Linked DNA regions of Hermetia illucens: region 1 is linked to region 2. The links are chromatin contacts, called in public Hi-C maps. All regions are on one chromosome and are shown on one strand. Each heading gives the region's core, a stretch centred on a gene start, on an enhancer-like site or on the middle of the called end of the contact. The rest is flanking DNA. Distances are from core to core; before and after follow the strand shown. Region 1 holds the start of LOC119652653 (ferritin heavy polypeptide-like 17). Region 2 holds the start of LOC119653216 (headcase protein).

Region 1 (7,599 bases), core at 2,946-5,445, 330 kb before region 2:
TTGCTCGGAATTCTGCAGCCTCCTCCTTCATCATAGTAATGATTTCAGGCAGGTCTACTCGAGTCTCGTCTCCTGAGCTCCCCCCTCTTCGTCAGAAGGGCCCCCGATCTTCGCCTTCTGGGTGAATATCTTCGTGGTTCTCTGCTGCTGTTGCTACCTGCAATTCTGTTGTTTTGTTATACTGGGGATATGATTTCCACCTGTGGATAAAAAAAATATAAAAATACGAATGTTACCCGTCCGACGAACGGCGGTCGATAACATTAATCTTGATGAGAATTTTTTTTATTTTTGTTATCCGTCGCGGCTGACTGCGGTCCGAAGTCGGCTCTGAAAGCTCCAGGAGCTGAAGATTCCGGCGCTGCTTGTTAGCAGCTCTGAAATTCCATGTCTGCTCGTGACCGCTAACACAGTTAGATACTAGACAGCTACCACACTTCCCCTTGTCCCTCAAGGGGGGAAATCAGTGCGAGTATGCATGACTTCAAATTGTTTTGCCCACAGTAGATATACTATAGGCAGTACCCTTACAAAAATGACCCCACTTGCAAATGTGCTTGCAGAAGCTTATCTGTACACATCAGAGACGCTAAACAAGGAAAAGGCATAATCTTCATCAAATCGTATTGGTAAGAGAGAGATCGGTGAGCTTTTGCTATTCTGGTACTACGGCGTGCTCACCCATATAGCAAAAAGTTGTTTCACGTATTCACTTATCCATAAGCCAAAACTTGCCAATCTCACCAATACATTGGCAAGTCCGGGCGGTATGTCAAACACAGCTGATCGGGTTTTCCGTACATCTCGCTCATGCTCAAGGGCAAAACAATATGAAATCGGGTGTACTCGCACTGATTTCCCCCCTTGAGGGACAAGGGGGAGTGAGGTAGCTGTCTAGTATCTAACTGTGGTTTTGCCCTTGAGCATAAGAGAGATGTAACGAAAATCCGATCAGCTGCGTTTGACATACCGCCCGGACTTGCCAATGTATTGGTGAGATTGGGAAGTTTTTGCTTATGCATAAGTGAATACGTGAAACAACTTTTTGTTATAAGGGTGAACACGCCGTAGTACCAGAATAGCAAAAGCTCACCGATCTCTCTCTTACCAATACGATTTGACGAAGATTATGCCTTTTCTTTGTTTAGCGTCTCTGATGTGTACAGATAAGCTTCTGCAGCCCATGCGCAAGTGGGGTCAGTTTAGTGTGGGTACTGCCTGTAGTAGATCTACTGTGACCGCTAACTAGAAACAGAAGAACAAACAAATGAATTGCAATTTTATTGCTTCTGACTGTGTGCTCTTATGCTCCGTTTTGTGATGGGTAAACAATGGCAGATGTCCGATAGGAAACCGAAAGATTCAGTGCATATATGTATTATGCAGCAATATGAAGGAAAATACACATGTGAATTTATCTATTTGAATTTAATAATAAAATCGGATTTTAAATAACTTATCTAATTTTATACAGATATGTTAGAAAACTGTGGCATAGGTCCCGTTCACAAGCGAGGTTGGCTACATGTATTTGTTTTGTGCGGACTAACTAGCTTACGTCCTGACACCGTCCATACGTCAAGAACCCTTGCTCATTTCTCGACAGGACCGGGGCCCGTCCTGCCGCGTCGACTGAGGTGGACACCCTAGCATTTTTCCCAGGCTTGTGACTCAATCCGATCATCTTATTTCTAAGTACATTGTATTTATTTTATTCAACTGCTTGTCGCGAGAGCTGTCACCAAGAAGGTCAGGTAGGATTTAGCATAGTGGAATAACTCCAACTATGCTCTATTTATCTCTTTCCCTGATCTCAGCATTTTATTTTTGTTTTACTGCAGATAGTGCAAAGCACATTGCCTCGAACGCTCCTCGTTTACCTGGGCTTGGGATCAGCATACTATGTTAATAGCATGGCGAAGTTTCCAAGTAATAACGACATGAGTTCATTATTGCATCACAAAAAATTGAACAAACCCTGCTAATTTTCCTTCTATAAAATTTCAGTCAATTAGAGGTAATTTGCCTTTTGCTAAATGTTACACAAAAAAATCTAAAGGATGGGTAATATTTCTTTTATTAAAAATTGATGTGATTTCCGTTTTACCCCTCCTATAATACCGAATCCGGATGACTCAAGTGGTTAGAACGCTGGGCTGTCGTAGGGGAAGGTCATGGTTCAAATCCTACTGATGGCAGAGGGAGTACCTGATCAAATCAGGGTAATAATCTCGGGCGAATGCAACGATGTTAGTACTTGTTTGAGGAAAATTGATCCATGAAATGGGATAAAATAAGGTCTTGATATGGAGCAAATTCATTTAATTATGGTAGTTCTAGTGTTTTGGCGAATTAATTTTCCATTCTTCGCATTTAAAACAATCATATCGAAGTCAACTTGCTGTACTTCGAAATCACGTTTTCTCCCATTGAATGCGTAATATTCCTAAATTTTCCACAATTATATCTCAATTGGAAGCTAACATAATGTGGAAACTTGCGTCAACTTTATAAGTTTTAAGTACCGTTATGATATTGCATTTTGAAATTTAAATGCAAAAATGATTTTGAAATTTCTGTGAAGTCTGAATGGTTATACCTTCCAAGGGATGATGACCTTTGAAATCGAAAAAATATCCATTTATACGAAATTTTATGTAATTTCCGAAAATCAAATCCAGCACTAGATGATTCAAGGAGTGGAAAATTATGATTTTGCTGGGATAGTTAAGCTTTTTGACACTATCCATGGAAAACGCTATAAATCTGTAACGCTAATAAGGTAGTGTCGATTCCGCGGACCAATTTCCCTCAAACCACCGTGAACGGCACACTGTCTAATGCGAACAAAGACACCACTTGATATAAACCCATCCGCACCGCTCTACCCACCCTCAATGAATTTAAATTCCATACGGCACAGCTGTAGAACCACTATTCCATAAGAAAAATAATGTTTAGTAACTTCTGAAAAGCAGTTGCCTTTAATGAATAATTTTTATTTCAGATACTTCTATCACAAAATAATGAATTGAAGTTAAACATATAATTTCCGTGTCTACACAAAAATTTTCAAAACGATATAGCTAGAAGGGAATCCTCGAAAAATAATCCCTAGGTTGGCGAACACCGTCCATTTATTGTTTTTGAAGATACTCGTCAAACAAATAAACGCTGAGTGAAGGATCCGGAACGCTCACGAGCTTAGCCAAATCATTGGCATACCCAGAAAGTTTACGGATGGTGCTGGCTTGTTCCTCCAGGAACTTCTCCTCTATGAAGTGACTGACTTCAGGATCGTAATGTTCTTCCTTGTCCAATCGGGAAATGCGGCGGTGAATACGTTGAGCATCGCCAGCCAATTTCTTTTCAGAATCCAGAGCCAGGGCCAATGAGTGGAGTTCATCAACTTCCAGACTTGGTTGCTTGCCACGAGAAATAGTTGATGGAATTTCGTGCTTCTCATTAAGATTTGTGACACCGCCTCTTTGCGTAATTTTTTTAATGAGGTTCACAGCATTATCCCAGGCTTTGTCAGAGAGCTCCTTGAACAGCTTCTCGAAGCCTGGTCGGTGTTTCTGGTAGGAGTTGAAGTGGGTAGACAGGAGCAAGTAGTCATATGATGTTGCAAGTTGCGAATTCACGTACGATTGCATGTCCCTCTCGGCATGTTTGAAACCTCCGTGCAAAGAGTTGCAAGCAACCTCCCCTAGAAAGGCAGAATGATAAAACATGCGAAAAGAGGTCCAGAAACCCCCACTCACCTCCTTCCCGCCCGTCGCAAGCGGTCAACACGCTACTGTGGCACACATCGACGTCTGCGCCATATACGACCGCTAAAAGGGTGGCTAACGTAACTGCGACAAAGGCTTTCATGTTGATTAAAAATCTGTGAACGCAGAACAAAAGAAATGTTTAAAACTAAGTTCACTGAATCGAACACAACGCGAGGACTTTTGTTTTTGTACGGAAACTTTTCTCCTTGACAGCAATGTGTACCTTGGATTTAGCTCTCACTGGGGCTGAAATTCCCGATTTTTATTGAGTTTAAGATTGGAAATTACCGGACACTTTCCAAAGTGATAATGGCGACCGATCTTCTGCGCGAAACTAATTTATTTGCTAGTGCAGCACAACTTATCAACAATAATCTTCGAACACGAATGGAGATGACGACGTTTGCTTTTGCACTCGATAGGAAAACAGAATATGTCCGACACAATGGCGATCCACTTTATCAGCCGACACACACACTACAAACATTATGCACACCGACATGACATGCCTTTCAAGCAAAACGCGACACACGACCTAAGCCAAACAACGGAATTACCAGGTTGAATTGCCACAACAAATGCGTACATTTCTGGGTCGAGAAAATTCGATTAGTCACGCACTTGTGAAATTGTGATGATGCAATATGGCCGCAAAGTCAGCCAATACCAAGGGAGGGCGCCATTTCATTTATACACGTCAGACCAAATAGCACATAACCGGGTGCAAAACAAATATGTATCTCCTGATACATAAAGGGGTCTTCCTAGTGCATTAATGACGTAATTTGAAGATATTAACGGGAAAATTCCAAATAGTGTCTATTTCTGAGAAAGAACAGTGGAATCGGGGAATTTTCCTAGGCGTACTAAACACTTTTGGTCTGGCAACTACAGCGATGAATCAGATTGCATTGAGCAGCAATGTACGAGATTAACTAGAATTCGTCGTGGTGTATGTGTCCTAATCAGCTGACCGACTGGTTCCCGTCTTGTCGTCGTGCGCCATATGCAAAGCGAGTCGCCATTCCAATCGGTGCCGTGTGAAGTGTTTTCGATAATTGCAATCTCTTTGATACGCAGTGCAGATCGTGAAGTCGTTTTCGAAATATTTAAAAGTTGAATCGTGCTCCGAATAGGCGCAGTACTGTTTAACTAAGCGTTCTCAAACGCCAGTCCTTAAAAACATTTCCCGACCGCCTTCTACGCCAGTGAGTGTAAAGGCTGACAGTCGCTGAGAAACCTGTGCCCGAGAAATATTGCCAAATTTGCGTTGCGATTTTCGCGTGTGACATCCATTGAATTAGGACATTTAGTTCGCACAAGTGATAACATTTTTGAGTCAATTTCTTGAACAAAGGTCTCGTCCAAAATGAAGTTTTTCGTCGCCGTTCTCGTTTTGTGCTCCGCCGCAATGGCTTACGGAAGCCTGCAATGTAAGTTGGGAATTTTGTGGTCACATAATTTACTTTGAAATTAGGTTTTTGGCGATATCCTGTGGAGGCCAACTAACTGAAATCTTCGGAACTGCGAGCTATGCCCTAACAATTTCGCAGTTCGATAAACCTTGTTTGTATTGAGTGTGTGAAGGTAGTGGTGTCCTTTGTTTTGTTCGGATCTGTGCCGTTCGCGCGATGTGTGCAAGCTTTGTTTTCTTGTAAACATACTCGCTATGGGCGTACAGTGTGAACAGTCCAAATTCCATTTAAATAAATCAAAATAAAATGACCGCTAAGCAAACCACCGGAAATGCAATCGTTACACTTATAGGTTTAACGAGTTCCATACTTGTTGCTTCTCCAACATTTCAATGGAGACCACTACGAATTTGTCTTACGTGGAGAAACGCACGCACTTGTCCAAATCGTTGAATCTGCATCGATCGGCTGTCTCCATTCCTACAGTCCCTTTTTTTTTCTTTCCCCGTTTAATTGCTGGGCTGACTTGTAAGTCGGGATTATCACTTTCTAGGTTGGATCCAGGAGGATTAGATAGACTCCTCAGTTACCATTTAGCATATCAAACCATTGTTTCTGTCCGTATCGCTGCAGTTTGCAAAAGGTTCTTCCATCCGAGCTACATGTCAATTTTTGCACTGTGCTGGTCAGCGTCATAATCCTCTATGTATGTGAGAAGCTCATTTGCATCGTTTGAGACTAAACCCATTAAAATCAAAGCAATGGGTGATAGCAGCTCGTGGGAACAGGGCTTGCCAAGGTTTGTCGTCCGAGTTCAAAATTTACCGTTAGCAGGGACTACCGACCATAAAAACAGTTAATTGTGGACGTCAGAATTAGCGGTTGATGATCTATATTCTGTCAAAAAAGACGTGGAAATTGTTAATGAAATTCGAGATAGTCGCCATTTAATGGAAATAAATGCTTCAATTTTCTTTTCCGAGTCTTCCATGCACATTGAACAATCGTTTTCCATCATGGCCACCTTAAATATAGTCTTGGAAACATTTCTGTCCTTGACGTCCCGAGTAATTCACGAAAAGGTTAGCAGCTCTTAACCGGCCTTGTGCCATTCCGCGGCTTCCCAGGTGGTCTTCCTCCTATTTGCATAATTGTTTCAGGAGGTCGTCTGGGAATGCTCGCTTGATCATATATGGTATACAATTCAGATACACAAAGCGGTAGTTGGTTGTAGTTGTTCAGTGCTTGCCGTTTTTTCCACGCTGCAACTATTTATTCTTAGGTAGATTGTTCTCGTTGCCTCGTCTACGTCTTGAACAAGCCGAGATACCGGGAGCTGGATGCCTCGGATATAAAGGTCTTGTGTTCATTTATATGAGGAACTCTTGTACACAGTTTCCCATTCGTACATAGCTAAAAATGCAAAATATTCCTTCACAAATTGCTAAACTCCAGATATACATACATACATACATATCAAAGATAAATGTTGTAATCGCCCTGAATAAACAAATGTCCATCTAAATTAATCTAACTCATTTTATCCCGTGCACAAAAGCGTACGTACATGTACTTAAAGTAAATACCACTCGTACTAACGTACACATGTCTGTCTCAAGTAATTGATACTGATATGCAAACATCTAAAAAAGGAAAACTAACATGTCCCTAAGGACCCCGCCGTTCATATAAGTTCATTTTATATGTTGACGACGTCATATATCATCTTAGCATGTAACTTCTATAACTTTATTAATAGTAATGGAATTTCTCTTTTCGTTATACCTTATATTTTTTTTTTTTTGGGAGTAGGGTAGGTGAATGCGTTTACGCACAGAGTGTTGGACTCCCGCAACAGCACGCTGGCGGACTACCAACTCAACACCTCCCTGTCATCATACCTTATATTATCCCGTATACCAATGCCAAATTTTGTACTTCCGGGATGAACTTAAGAGGGTTTTCCGGTAAATTTCTAAAATATGCAATATTTATAACTTTATTTGAGAAGGTATCGGGATGGGATGTATTTTGAGGCCTAGATTTCGTATAGATGCGCCATTGTGATTTATTCCAGAGCTTTTGGGACACACATTTTGAACGCTCACTCTAATATATTTCATCCAATATCAGAAATAAAATCGAGCCTTTTCATTTGATACCCCACATGACCATGTTCTTTGAAAAAAGAATGTACACTCCCCTTTCGCGTGCATAGCGAGCCCCTCTCAAACTCAATACAAAATGGCGCCATTTGCTATTTGCAAAAGGCTTCACAGAACACCTCACCAAATTTGGTGGTAATCGGTTCAGCCTTTTCTGAGGATGTGACAGATAGACAGGCGTTGAATCGATCTTAATAAGGCACATACAAAACCGCATGGGGTAACATTTATTTAAAATGGTAT
Region 2 (7,542 bases), core at 862-3,361:
CATTTAGAAGCGATTTAAGGGTTCCATAATTTAGATGCACATCTATTCAGCCAATCGAACTGTCCTAACGGAAGGGTGCGGCGTTTGGACCTGATTCGCCCCGAAAATGGCACTAGCATATGTCAAAGTCACAAACGCGACAATACTTTTTGAGCAACTTGAGGCAATGGCGCCATCATTAGCTCTCATACGTTTTTTCGACCGCCGGCGATGCTTCAACTTCTTACACACATCAAGACAGATTCAAGCCTGGCTTGGGAGCATATGCTTTTCAGTTTCCGTGAATAGTTTTCTACGCAATAACAATCAATTTGTAAACTTACCGAACACGTTCTGAATAAAGTTCCACCTTGGACTTTTGTTCTACCTGATGCAAGTGCTGTGAAGGCGACGGTTGTTTCTTCCCGGTGCTGCCACTGTGGATGGGAGATAAACTGGGCTCGCTGGACCCCGAAACAGGTGGTGAGGTGGACCCATTACTCGACGACAAGCTGCCGGCTCGCGCCCGAAGATCCATCGAGGATATAATTGAGCCGTTATTGTTTACTTGGCTCTTTGGGTGGTAACCTCCCGCATTTGCTGAGGATATGGCCAGCGTGGGCTTCTGGTTGTTACGGTTCCGCTTCTTCTTCTTTTTGGTTGCTTCTTCGTCAAGTCTGCCGAAAACATTGTTATTGAGCGGAGGTGTCCAATCCAAATCCTTGCGAAGGTGGCCTCGGCCACATTTGCAGCCGCAAGCCTTGAATACCAAATCGTAGCCCTTCTTGGTCCACAGATTCTGAGCCCGCTGCCGATCAGACCATGATCGGCCTCGCCCCGTGAGTTTGAGCGATGTCAAGACCACTTGCTCCCAGGCCTCGAAGCACTCTCGGTGCATATACTGACCCGCTGTACAGTTTTCGTTGTTGCAGATAACACGCACGCAGTCACTCAAGTCCTCCAAATTAATCAGGCCGTACTCGCTGCTCGACTTCAAACAATCCCCGTTCGGGACGCAACATCTTACGAAATTCTCACTCAGTCTGGCCAGAGGCGATAGTATGTTGGCTGATCCTGACGTGGGTCCACTAGCGCAGGAAATAGGCGACCCGTCGAAGCCGTGATCGTGACTCCCGAGTCCCAGCAGATTATGAACGTCCATGGCGCTCGAAAGCGGGTTGTTGTTCCTACGCGGCGCCATAAGGAGCAGCGGATGGAGTGTCGTTAAGGCAGCTATTTTCGCTGTTTTTTCTGGCTGTTGAACAAAAACCCGGAAAACGAAAACACAAACGTGGCACACGTTCTCGCTAACTCGACACTGCGGAGCACAAGTTCAATTCCCGTCAACAATTACCAAACGTATGCACCATCGTCCACTGGACTACCAATGCGCTTCCAATCTTTCTCAATAGTCCTGGCAATCTCAGCCCTTCCCTAATCGATCCAGCCGACAAGCACAGCGTTGGCTGGGCCTCACTTCATGAAAATTTTTGAGTCGTTTTAGGCGACCGCCGCGGGCAGGCTAACAGTTAGCACAAAATGCACCAGCAAAATCCCTCGAAACTATTAATCACCAAAAAAAAGCTCACGTTCGTCTATTCACCGCGAAGCCACTTGCAATTTCACTTTTGTTCAGAGTCTGGCTCCAGACACTTTCGCACCTTCACCCGTCCTGCACTCGCAATGCACTTGCACGTCAAGAAGAAGCCACTTGCCCGCGCGGGGAGTTTGCAACGTCTCACTTCGGCAACACCCGCACAGCAGACGCCTTGCATTCGCAGAGCGGAATTGAGTCAGAGGATTTCCGCAGACCGGGAGGAAAAGCAAAACAAATAGCTCCAACTGCACACAATTACACTACGATACGCACTACACAGAGCGCCGGTAACAAAAGACCTCCAAAACTGCAGCGCAGAAAACAGTCTCGGCCAGAAGAGCCGACCTTCAACTCCGCAACGCAGAACTGATCTATCGAAAAGCGAAAATGAAACTGAAACTGGTCGTCGCGCGACTTTCTCGCACCGGCATCGAGCCGAGTTCAAAGTCAAGCAGAAGGGGCGCGGCGCGGGCTCGGAAACCGCACAAAACAGAAGACGTTCGGCCGAACCCCGCGCCGCGCCCTGCCCCCGCAGGGGCGCGGGCAATTCCGGCGTTCCAGCGTCCGTGCAGAAGGAGAGGTCGCGCCGTGCTCCTGTGCTCGTACGCTCCGAACAGGGAAAAGGGTCCTTCAGGAAATTCCACCCATCCCCTCCGACTTTCTATGGATATCCCGCTTTACACATAATGCGGCCTCGAATCGGCTTACGTAACGCACACACAGCCACGGCGGGCGCATTTCCCGTTGCGGAGTGGTGCGGGCTCTTCCCAGTGGTTGCAGTCTGGAGGCCTTGAATAAAGGATGAACCAGCGTCGCCTTGAACTGCCGCTGCAGCCATCGAAGGGGAAAGTGTCCGCAACCGGCACAACCCGTCCCTGAAAGTCGCCACCCTTAGGACTTCGAGCTTCTGCGGGCTGGGGATTGGCGAAGGGGTGCGGCGCCGGCACGACCCTCCGCCGCGAGCGCCTTCGGCGTGCAGTTCATTTTGTTTTGTTTACTACCGGCACTTTTGCTCGTACCCGGCATCCAGGCCAACGCCGGCGAGCACGCACACCATCAACGTGAGAGCGTGCATTCGGCGATTTTCACTTTCGTTTGCTCTCGTCATCGGCTGCGCGTTCCCACACGACGCGAATATTCAGTGAGAAACAAAGGAAAATCGGAGAGCGAGACGACGCGCAAACACATGACGAGTGAACTTGGTGAAAATTCACTCACACACACAGCCCAGCGCAATTCATCGACGTTCTTATTTCTTCATTGCCAATGCCAAAAACTATTTCCAATCCAGTTAGGTTGTACGGCGATGCCTTGCAACGTGCCGGAGCGGATGAACTTGCTTCTATGCAGGATCTCAACGGGCCGAAATGGACGTGATCGCACGCTTGGAATGGATTCGCGCTGTTGCCAATTGGATAGCGTTTCACTTTTCTGTGCATTTTAATGGCCTTCGTCGAGGAGCAGAATGAGGAGTGGAGAGTTTAGGGCGACGAGGAGGAGTCAACCGAAATATTTGTCTAGAGCGCGGCTTCGTTTCTGTAGCCTAAATCTGCCATGTGGGAATTATTGCGCAGTTTCTTCTATTTGCCACACAAAAAAAGTTCTTTTGAATTGCAATAATCTATCGAACGGGCATATCCGAAAATATTAGAAAAAGGATTCAAGGCATGTGCGCATTGCAGGCAAGCACCTTCGCTTCTCCAAAGACCAGGATCCAAATCTAGGAATGTGTGGCGACAACAAATGCATGGTAACAGAGGAGCCAGGGACATCTCACTGTCCGCCAATATGTGCATACATTCTTGCATATTTAGGTACATTTCACGAATGTGGGAAGTTTTGTAGTTTTCAGCAAATTAAGGACAGTGAAATGGGTATTTAACTAGTGAGATGACTTTCTAACTTGATAACTTAATGCACATTCTTAATTGCGACTTCACTCGGCCCAAGCTTCTCACCGAAAACAGTGGAAGATCGACCTTGGCTACGGAGAGGACAAAGGCTAAAAGGGAAAAAAGTCATACATATTCCAAGGCTTTTTTGCTGAGTTCTGACACAATACCTTGAGGAAGGTATTGTAGAGTGCCACAACTCCGTTCTAGTGACAAAAAATCGTGCGATCACAGCAATGTTGATGCAGGTAAACTTGGAGCTTCGGCAATGCGGCGCTATTTAATGCAATGTATGGATCCGTACTGTAATCTCAAAAACCAACAAACATTGGAAACTTGGGCGAGCCTATTGGAAGATAACATGCGTTCTAAAGCTGGAAAAAAGTAGTGACCCAATCACGCGCATGGAGCCGTAAAACTCGAGACCCGAGCGCCGCAATCGAGAGACACATCCTCAGTCGATGTTTTCCTGCTGCGAGCTTGGGGGCTGCCACCCTCTCTTGGCATCCTCGAGGCATTCAATGGAGGATGCCCTAGTAGATATGTACATATTCTTCTGTGGTTCCGGTTCCAGTGCACTACGCACCGGTTTAAGGGAATCATCCCGTGTGTCGAATTTTTGGCATCAATTGTCTCTAGATATAGTGTAGAATATATGAGCAAAGTGACTTTTGATATTCGGAGTCGTTCGGAAATTAGAGTGTTAAACACGTAAAATGTCACATGCCCGGTTTATGACGATCGCCGTAATAAAGTGCGTATTTATCGATTCGAATGACTTCGCTAAAATCATAAGAATTGAAGCCAAGGCTTTACTTGTGTTTCTTCAAGAGCTCTGAAGTTTATGGACTAGGTATAGTTGATTAATGGTCAGTTAGTATTTTATGGTTAAAAGTCGCTTTGTACGTTTTAAATGTGTTTTTCTCAAAACTGCATGTTGAAAATCTGCTGCCACCATAGCCCAAAATGTATCCAACGAAATTCTTTGAAATTTTCAGGACCTATTCAGAACATACTTCTACGGTCTGCAAACTTGAATAATTCCGATTCATTCAGTAGTTTTCTTAATTCGTTAAATAAGCCTTGAAAAAACACCAAAATTTACAAAAAAAAGTTTATCAAGGCACCAAAAATTTAGCTTGAAAGCGAAATTTTTTAATAATCCTAGTTTGCGGATTGTCGTTAAGTCCGCACGTTAAAATGCAAACGCAAACTAGGATTATTAAAAAATTTAGCTTTCAAGTTGTTCATACAAAACTGCAGTAATAAAAAATATAATATGGATCATGGTATGATATAATAGTTTGTTGAAAATCCTACTATTACGGACAAAGTTACAGTAGTTTAAATTTATCTTTTCCGTGGAAATTTACTGCAACCCAAAACACTGAATATTAATATCACTTTAGTCTAGTCTGAATAGTCTGCTAAATGCCGACTTGTTTTTATTATTGGATCTTTTAATTGTTTGTTCCGTAGAACCTAGCAATGCGTTAACAAGTATCAATATTTAAACATTTTGAAGGTTTTGCCTACAACGAAACCTCATTAATTCCGATGCGGTGTCTATCTGTCAGTCTGTCACACCCAATTTATTCCGAAACCGCTGAAGCTTTTATCACGAAATTCTGTGAGAACATGTGGTCTGCGAGCCTCTTTATATGCAATGGGTGGCATGATTTTATGTTGAGTTTAAGGGGGCCATACATGTGAAAGTGGGTGTAAAATTTCTGTTATCAGAATATGGTCATGTGTGGTATCAAATGAAGGGACTCAATGAGTACTTTTCAGGACTAGCCTAAGTTTTTATATCAGCTAGCACACAAGGACACTAGGACCCAAAATGTAGTTAGTTGTAGTAGTTCTTAGAACTTACCCAACCGAAAAATCTGGAAATAATCACAAAGACGCACCTATATAAAATCTAGGTCACAAAGTACCTACCGCTTTGCTGTGCTTTATCTGCTTAACGACGCTATGCTATATTTTGGAAATTTATCAGAAAGGCCCCTTAAATGATAGAAGTATGAAATTTGCCACGAATTCGACAATTTCTAACAAAGCTATAATAGGTAAAAACTTTCAATTCAGTGCCAATTTACTTCCCAGAAGACATCATATATAAGATGTATTCTATGTGTATGGCGCATCAATGCCCAAATAAAGTGTAGGGACTGAGATACGAAAATCTCATATATGCATGAAAACGAAGGCGTATGGGATCATCTTATTTCAACCTTTTTATCTTTTTTAGTTATTTGCGTATTGCGCTCAGTTTCTGGGTGCGAGACACACATGTATATACAGTGGCTGTTGTATATGAAGTAAGACGGAGGGTAGTGAACAATATTTATTTGTTTAGGATGAGCTTAATATTTATATCTTCAATATGTATACATGTATGACTTGGGATTTGGAAATACATGAAAGAATATTCAGCTATGTTCGAATGGATAAACGTGTATTGAAATGTAAGGAAAGCACAAAACCAATAAACAAATACCTGAACCGTCCAATTTTTGGTTTCCTGGCAGCTCAACGTCTATTTTACAAAATGGATGGATGCATTGCTGAACGATGAAACTGTCCAATTGTGCTGTTTTATGTCGAAGCCAAAATTGTCAGAGCGGTATGACACGATGATTATTGAGGTGTCGCTACACTCTCGCAGGCCGCGGTTTTTCGAACAGTTTGGATAAAATGTTAACAGTTCATAGGTCGGCACGATGAGAGTTGGATACGATTCTCGCAACAATTTGGGATCAAAGTGATTTGGGGCAACCTCTACTTTCCTTTAAAATACCCTAAGCAAAGCATACTGTTCGCAAGTAGTGTGATTCGCTGACGACATGGCACCATGGAACGTTCAATTTCCAATTTCGCCAAGGAAGTATCCCTACAACTTGGTGAAGCAGCGCAAGAAGTCAGCCTAAAAGTTAATGAAAAGCAAAACAAAATTCATAACAGAATCAGGAAGACACGCGCCAAATACCACAAAACCTGACAAAGGGTGACTTTAATTTTTAAAAAATGGATAACTGTGTGTGTAATGAAAAAGGCGAAATTGAGAGACGAATAATGATGGCTAAGAAATCATACTACTCAGTCCTAAGGATAATGAAAAGTAAAAATGTGCACAGGAAAAATAAGCTCCGCATATACAAGATCATAATACGACCTGTGCTACTGTACGACTATGAATCGTGGACTCTATAGAGGCGTTAGAAAAGGCCATCGACACATTCGAACCTAAAGTTCTACGTCGAATACTTGGACCGATAAAAGATGGAACTGACTGGCGAATTAGATAAAACCGTGAGTTGTACAGGCTCTATGATGACACAACAACATCGGTGGTAGTAAAACTACGAAAATTGCAGTGAGCCGGTCACGTAGAATGGATGGATGACAAGCGAATACCTAACAGGGTATTCAAAGGCACATGCGAGGGATCCCGCTCAGTGGGAAAGCCACGTAAACGGTGTGAGAACTCAGTGCGCTGAAATTTTATAGCTGGGGAAGAAGAAAACAGCCCAGTTTGGTTTGAATCAACTGTTTAAAGCTGCCAATTATTTTCCGGCGGCGAACGGCCTTGAGATAGCTCATGAATCCCGTTGCAGTTTCTTCATTGCCACCAGCCCGTCGGTTAGTGGAAAGCCTTCTTGCAGATTTTCATTTTTCTTTGTTTTTCCATGTTCGCCGCAGACAAGTATTCACTAATTTTTCTTCCTTTTCCTTTGTGGAGAGCTCAGCTGCTTGAAGCAGTTATTGAAAGGTTATTTTAGAAAGGCGCCCTCCGATATGAACTCCAACGTAATCACTAGCGGCCAGGAATTTATGGCCGAGAGGTCAAAGAATTTGGGAAATTCTATTATTTTGAATCTTAGTGGACAGAATATGACTGATATAGTCAGTTTTCCACTAAAGTTTTCGAAATAGGTAGAAATTGCTTAAATATTGCTTCCCGGACCTAACTCTCGGGGTGTTTCGTGTCGTAGAATTTGCATCAAGGAATAGCAAAATTATTTTTCGAAGTTCAATAGCTTTCGGTGCTACTCAAGGACACTGCAATTT

Evidence for each region. Hi-C and Micro-C count contacts between places; a contact is called where the count stands out from the background.
Region 1: a Hi-C map of whole body shows a contact between it and region 2, with 3 times the contacts expected there. The contact joins the promoter of LOC119652653 here to the promoter of LOC119653216 in region 2. A contact is called at or near these places in 2 of 2 Hi-C or Micro-C datasets (an unstated tissue and whole body).

Annotation. Positions count from the first base shown.
Region 1 is chr3:105,269,757-105,277,355 of iHerIll2.2.curated.20191125, reverse strand. It overlaps LOC119652653 (ferritin heavy polypeptide-like 17), which reads right to left and starts at 4,195. Exons shown (of 3, transcript XM_038056904.1): 1 at 3,955-4,195; 2 at 3,765-3,889; 3 at 2,979-3,709. The coding sequence starts at 3,876. The coding sequence ends at 3,138. It overlaps LOC119652654 (ferritin subunit), which reads left to right and starts at 4,834. Exons shown (of 4, transcript XM_038056906.1): 1 at 4,834-5,209. The coding sequence starts at 5,146.
Region 2 is chr3:104,935,672-104,943,213 of iHerIll2.2.curated.20191125, reverse strand. LOC119653216 (headcase protein) reads right to left here and starts at 2,111. Exons shown (of 6, transcript XM_038057788.1): 1 at 324-2,111. The coding sequence starts at 1,180.